Linked DNA regions of Rattus norvegicus: region 2 is linked to region 1. The links are chromatin contacts, called in public Hi-C maps. All regions are on one chromosome and are shown on one strand. The core of a region is the stretch at or near the end of the contact, and the rest is flanking DNA. Distances in the headings are between cores, read along the strand shown. Region 1 has its middle 150 kb from the start of Nr2f2. Region 2 has its middle 290 kb from the start of Nr2f2.

Region 1 (3,325 bases), core at 647-3,146:
ACAACAATCATAGCAACAACAACAAAACCCCTCCAAAAAATCCCCAAACCAACCAACCAACCAACCAACCAACCAGCCAACCAAAAAAAACCTTTAAAAAAACACCCAACCTAACCCAACCAACCAACCAACAACAACAGCAGCAGCAGCAGCAAAAAAAAAAAAAAAAAAAAAAAATCAAAAACCCAACCCAATCTTCTCAAAATGTGATACTGGGCAACTGAGTATCAATTTACAAAAGAATAACATTAGACCACGTGTCCCATGTCATAATCAAAAATAACCCCAAGATGGGTCATGGAATTAAATGAATGAGCTAAGATAGAATTAAACAAGAGTTTTCTAAATATGATACCAAAGGCAATGGGAAAACATACTGTGATCTGACTTTATCAAAGTTAATAGGAAAGTTTTATGTTTCAAACCACCATCAAGAAAATGAAAAGAAAAATCACAGGACAGCAAAGCCTTTTGAAGTCACATATATGATGAAGAACTTGGAGGCAGAGTATAAAAAGTCTGTCTAAATTGAACAACAAAAGATAAATATTTTATGAAAAATGGACCAATCTCGAGAACCCATATAAACAGTCAGGCATGCTGGCAGGCATGCAGAGTTTGGGGTGCTTTGACCGGCAGAGCTCTGGAGCTCAATGGGAGGTCAATCTAGCCTAAGTGAGAAGTTTTCCACCCACAAGAAACCCTGCATCAACACAACAAATAAAACAAAACAAAGCAAAACAAAGCAAAAACCCAAACAACAACAGCAAAGAAAAAGACAAAAACCAAGGTGGACAGTGCCTGGCCAACATATGGCAAGGACCTGAGGTCGACATATGGTCTCTGCACTTACACATATGTGCACCCCCTACACTCCCACACCTTGGGTTTTGTGTACTAGGGTTTGAGCGGATCCTTTTCTCTAAAGAAAGTGTACAAGTTACCAATAAGTACATAAAAAGATGTCCAGTGTCAATAGTTCTTAAGAAGATTCAAGTAAAACCCCCAATGACATTCCACTGTCTATATCCACTAAAATGGTGAAGGAAGGAGATAATAATAAGACTTAATGCGGAGAGAACGTGACAGCCCCCATGCACTGAGGATGGGAGTAGGAAACACTGCAGCCCATTTGGGAGCCAGCGTGTCCGTTTCTCAAAATGTAAACCACAGAGTTTTCATAGGATGTGGCGATTTCACACTTAGGCATGTACCCAGGAGAACTGAAGACCTATGTAAACAGTAAGAGTGCCAAGGATCTTGTTACCCACATTACTCAAGGTGCCAAAAGTGGAAGGGACTCTAACACTGACCAACTGGCGATCGCATAAAACATGAGACATCCATGCGCTGCAACATACTGGGTCATAAAGACAAGCGAGGCACTTATATGATATATGGATAAACCTTGAAAACATTATCCACTCAGCAAGAGAAGCTAGACACTGAAGACGACACAGTATACATCTCTATGTATATGAAATGGGACAAACGGGAAAATCCCACAGATAGAAAGTAGGTTACTAGTTGCTGTGAATCGGAGGAGAAGAAAATACAGTGACTACTAGTTGACATACATTCTAGGATTAGAGGCATAGCACCCTGTTCTAAGTAGTTAATTTCTCCAAGATGTGATAATTGGCCCAGTTCAAAATTGCCCACTAATACACCATTTCCTCCTCTTTTTTAAATGTCGTGAAAACTTTGTCACTGGAATGTGTTTCCCGGCATCCCTTGTAGGTATGTGTAGCTATATGTCTTCACTATATAATAACTTAAAAGGAAATTGCTGGCTCTTTACCTCTTTCCTTCCCATTTTAGGTTGGCTGAAGCACCCACATGGGGTATTGATCTACTTCTGAGAAGGCTGTCAAGAAAAACAAACAGGAGGCTGCCACGGTGCCAATTTGAGGGCAGAGGCTTCCTAGTCTCTCTAATGCCAGGGAAAAACAAACTCTCCACCATCCGTTAGTCGTTGGCACTTTAAAGTATTCCAACTAATCTAATTTATAGAATGACGTCTTTGGTGTTGTGGTCATTAAAAATACATGCGGCCTCTTTCTTTCTTTGGATCCGTTCTCAGATTGTTTCAGATGAACAGCTAAGCACAGTCCTTTCCTCCTGGGACTTGAAAAGATGGCGGAAATGTTGTTATGTGCATAAACAGCACAGAATGCAGTAAGGAATAAGAAGAGAGATTTGCATGGTGGGTGTGGAACTACATGTGAAGCTCAGAGAGAGCACAGGCAGGAAAGAGTAGGGAAGTAGTAGTTCTTGGATATACAACTCACAGGGAAGAACCACGGTAGACAGGAGGGCCAGGGCCAGGCAGGCAGGAGAGAGTAGTACAGTAGCCAGTAGCGTAAGTGGGATGCAAGGGTTTGCGTTGAAGCCCAGGGCAGCTGTCGAAGCTCGAAGCCTGCTCTTCGAAGTCAAGGAAGAGATAACAACTGAAGTACTGGGCGGTTCTATAGTCGCAATTAGCTTCGTGTGCCAACTCTCCATGTGCACTTCAACCCTTTCTATTTTCAAATCATCATTTAGTTTTTGAAGTCAGTTAGAAATTAGTTTTAATGTTAGTGTTTCTATAAGTAAGAAAAATGGTGGTAATGATTTCATGTGTGTGTGTGTGTGTGTGTGTGTGTGTGTGTTTTGCAGGCATATGTGTGTTCGTGTGTGTGCAGGTATACATGTGTGCAGAAGCATGTCTAAGTGTGTGTATATGCAGGCCTGAGGTTTTGTTCTTCAGGAGATATCCACCCTACTTTTTGAGACAGCCTCTCACTGTGGCTTACCAGTGAGACCGTACTGATTCGCCAGTGCAACTCGGGAGTTCCCCATCTTTGCCTTCCCAGTGCTGAGATTGCAGCCATTGTGCCCAGCTTTTCACAAGGGCAGTGAAGAGTCACCTCAGATCCTTATGCCTGTGAAGCCGACACCTTCCATTTCTTCTACCTGTAAGAAAACAGCATGGCCCTGAACAGCACAAGTAGAATATCAGAATGTATGAATTAGAATGAGAAGTTACGTCATCTTTCCCTGCTGCAAATGTTTTTTCTAGCTAGTTGATAACCACTTTGTTGAATGTTATGCCTTTCCTCCAGTAATATTTACTTACAATTATGAATGCCAATCTGGCACCTTATCTTTCTTGTAGTAAATTGTTTATTTTCGAAAGTTTTTTTTTTAATTTTAGAATGATGTTAGAATTATAGGACAATGTAAAATGCCACTGAAAATTTCGATTTCCTTTTAGCTTGCTTCAAAGTCAGCCTTTTATGATTTCATGATACTAAGAAAATAAGTACAATTGAGAGCAGTATTA
Region 2 (3,667 bases), core at 1,080-3,579, 130 kb after region 1:
GTGACAAACATCAACTTGTTAGCAATTGCTAATTTAAAATCTCCCATAAAGGGTTAATAATCTAGGGCTCAGCCAGTAAAGGGTTTCAGTGCAATTCTACAATCTGACTTCTAGAACCTATGAATAAAAGCTAGAGATGGGGTGTATGTATTCATAATTCCCTAGTGCTAGAGAGGTGGAGATGTTTGGTTGCCTGAGGGTTGTTGACTGGTGCATAATAGTTGGACTCATTCATACTTGTGAGCTCCAGGTCATTGAGCAAACCTTTCTCAAAACTGTAGACCGACCTTGTAGCCTCCACAAGTATTCACCGGTACACATAGGAACACCCGAATGCACAGGAACACACACAAAGGCAGTAATCTAATTAAATTGTGTAGAAGGAATCATTTTATAATGCTTTGTGTAAAGACATTTCTGGAGATGCTACAGTTTGGGACTATGAATCAAGGGCCTTACAGTGTCCTAGACAGAGTAGCTGGCCTCAGTTCAGGTGTGGTGAAGCTCGTGTGTTTAATTCCAGCCCTCCAAAAGTAGAAGCAGTGGGATCTCTGTGAGTTTGAGACCAGTCTGGTCTACAAAGCAAGTCTGGGACATGGCTCTGTTATATAGAATTTTGTTTTGAAAGAAAAAAAGAAAAAGAAAAAGAAAGAAAGAAGAAAAGGGAAAAAGAAAGAAAACAAATACCTTGCTTGTCTCGGGCGAATATCAAAGACCTTCTTAAGGAAATCACCTGGACTCCAAACAGACTCATTTTTTTCTTTTGAACAGCTCACCCTACTTGGCTAACCTTTCACCTCTCTGACCCCCTCAGTATCTCCTGGAGTAAATCAGGGGCATACTTCAGGTGACAAAAATTAGGTGAAAAGAAGCAAAAGTATTTACACGTTCTAAAAGCAGAAATCAATTTGTCCCGGGCCTTGGCTTTATTGGAGGTAGGTCTGCTTCGCTGGTTAGAGCATGGAAGGGATTATGGGATTCCGAGTTTGTTGATCTTTACGTGGATTGTATTCAGGAATTAAGCAGGCTGGAGGTGGATCTTAGGAAACCCAAGGATCACCCAAGCTGGGAGTTGAGCCAGGTGAGGGCTTGGCAGGTTCCCCAGTGTAGAAGAGGCTAGAGAGCTGCTGTCTGCCTGCCTCAAGTAGGAAATTTAAATATCTGTTTGTCTTTCTGGAACGAGTGACGGACGAGGAGCTGGCTTCCAGCTCATATACTGCCACTAACCTTTCCAAGTCACTTTAGGCACCTTCTTTAATCTTTTCGGTTGCGGTTTTGGCTGCAAAAGCAAAGAGTATTCATCTAGGTGCCGGGGCAAGGTCCCCTACAACAATAAAATCTTTTGAAGGAGATTGTTCCAAATCTTAAACGTGATTTCTCTGTGGTTAACGACCCTAGGACAGCTGTGGTTCTTCCCTGAGTCCCTGAGATGTTAGCTATCTCTGTTTGTCGGGTTGGGGGGCAGGGAAGTGTCCCTGCTTCTAAACCAGGAGGAGGAGAATTCTCCAAGATGCCTACAGCTGACCTTCTGACCCGGCTCAGCAGCTGCTCTCCCTGCCCCCAGCCTGCCCTTCCAGTCCCTACTGCTGGAATTTTCATCAGCTTTGCAGTGCTCTGCCTGAACAGCCAGGGCTTTTGGACTCTGAACTCCCAAGTTGGCGAGCAAATGCCTGGGCACTCAGGGTTTGCCTCTTCTGGGCACTTTTCACAGGCTCTTCAGCCAAGAGTGACCGAGAGAAGTGGAGGTCTGGATTGTTTAACAGTGGCTTCTTTATCTGCTTCACCCACCGCCGACCAGGGCAGCTCTAGAGTTATCAGAGTGTCATTAACTGGGACAGCTGCTGGTAAACAGAAGGATGTGGACACCAGCGCTCCAGTCAACAGGAATTTAACTTTAATCTGCTCCTTACTTAAAGAAACACCGCTCTCCTCTCTGTGCAGGGCCAGCGTGTATTTATCTCCCTTAACTTTCAGATAGAAGACTGGCATGAGCTCAGGAAACCCCCGCCGGCTACAAAATTAATAAGGTGTTAGGGACATGCACCTTAGGTCGATTGGAGGAGACGCTTGCCCCAGAGAGGAGGGAAGGAGAGCTCACCCAGGAGTTGTCTGCCTAGCTGGAAACCGATCCTACATATTTATAAAGGTGAACTTGGCTCACGGCCAAACGCCTGCATTTAAGTGATTAACAAATGCTTCTCTTTAAGCGGACACCTCTTGTTCTAAATATATTTGACAAGAATGCGAAGAGTCATCTGGTGGGCAGAGAGGGCGCAGCTCGGGCCTTCTCTTGCTAGGCTGGCAGGCCAGCCCGGGCCGTGCTCCTGCACGCTTGGTGCCAGCCGAGTTCACGTCGCTGGTGGGCAGGCTGCCAGAGCCAGTGGCTCCCCACTGTTTAACGACAACGGATTTACGGCTTCCCTCCATATTGGTGTTATTTTGTATAAACAAGGTTAACACTCCTTTTAAATTAAATGCACCACCTGGTGACTGAATGGGTGACCTTGCCAGCCTCACCTGCCCTGCCCTAGACCGGGTTCCAGCTCTTCTGTCTACCTGTAGCTCCTTGGAATCGACCGTGCTTCCTTTTTAAACAGACGGAGCTCCTTGGGAACGGCGGAGACTGACAGGTCACTAGCCCTGGGTCCCGGGCCTGATGGGACCAGAACGGACTGGAAGTATGAGATGCACCCGAAATCCTTCCAAGGTGTACGGCCCAGATCAGACTGTGACCCAATGACTCCGTGCCTGCAGAGCCCGGAGGACTGCCTTTTAGAGTTACAAGGCGGCCCCCAGAATAGAGCACTCCAGAGGAGGTCGCGTGGTGAAAGAGATCTTTTGTGTTGCACTGTGGCTGTAGGACTGATCTTGTAGAGGGCTCAACCTCTTCCCCACCCTCCAGGAATGTGAACACCTGGAAAAATTCTCCTGGCTTTACTTGGAAGAAATTTAATGGTGTAAACAAACGCAGCAGGAAGTCCCCTTTGATACAGAAGGCAGTGGGATAACATGCTGAGCCAAGGGGGCTCTGCCTGCCAAGGTCCATTCTGAAAACATTGCAAGAATAGCTTGGGGTTGTCTAGGAAAATTTAGGTGGACTGCTTGGCAGTAGAAATCTCTAGAAACTCCATCTAGTAACTTCCAGCAAAACACACTCCAGTTACTCATTTTATTGGCAGCATGGCGTCAAACACCCTTCGACATTTTTTATTTGCCAGTGTACAGTAGGGCAAAATTATCCCCCCCCCCGGTGGTATTTGCTATGCCATGTAGCATGAGGTATTCTGGACTAGCTGTCAGCCCTACTGCTAAGCAAACATGGAAGTAGGACCTGGAGAGGGACGTGACCTCCTCAAGGGTTTAGTCCCCAGGCCCTGAAGTCCAAACACATCATGAGGGCTGTTCTGTGGAAGTCGGGAAGCCAACTGTGCAGCACGCTAGCAGTTCTAGTACTTTCAAACCCAGTAGCAGGAGGATCAGGACTTAGAAACCAGCTTTTATTACACCAAGTTAGAGATCAATCTGTTCATAAAGAGATTGAGACAGTCTAAGAAACAAAAGAAAGCCAACCAAACAACAAAAACAAAACAAAGTGATAGGTACCAGAAATGTGTCTTTCATAGCAGCTTACACTGGTATGAGAATATCTTTACAAAGAAGCAGAATA

Evidence for each region. Hi-C and Micro-C count contacts between places; a contact is called where the count stands out from the background.
Region 2: a Hi-C map of liver shows a contact between it and region 1, with 2.7 times the contacts expected there. The contact joins two enhancer-like sites. A contact is called at or near these places in 2 of 12 Hi-C or Micro-C datasets (the A7r5 cell line and liver).

What each region holds. Positions count from the first base shown.
Region 1 is chr1:133,577,690-133,581,014 of GRCr8, forward strand. No RefSeq gene overlaps it. Among named protein-coding and RNA genes, the nearest start is that of Nr2f2, 150 kb to the left of the region's middle. Within about 2 kb of position 1,897, at least 1 of the 93 cell types and tissues checked has an H3K27ac peak or open chromatin away from gene starts, as enhancers often do. A contact at or near this core is called in liver, where this site is marked.
Region 2 is chr1:133,711,387-133,715,053 of GRCr8, forward strand. No RefSeq gene overlaps it. Among named protein-coding and RNA genes, the nearest start is that of Nr2f2, 290 kb to the left of the region's middle. Within about 2 kb of position 2,330, at least 16 of the 93 cell types and tissues checked have an H3K27ac peak or open chromatin away from gene starts, as enhancers often do. A contact at or near this core is called in liver, where this site is marked.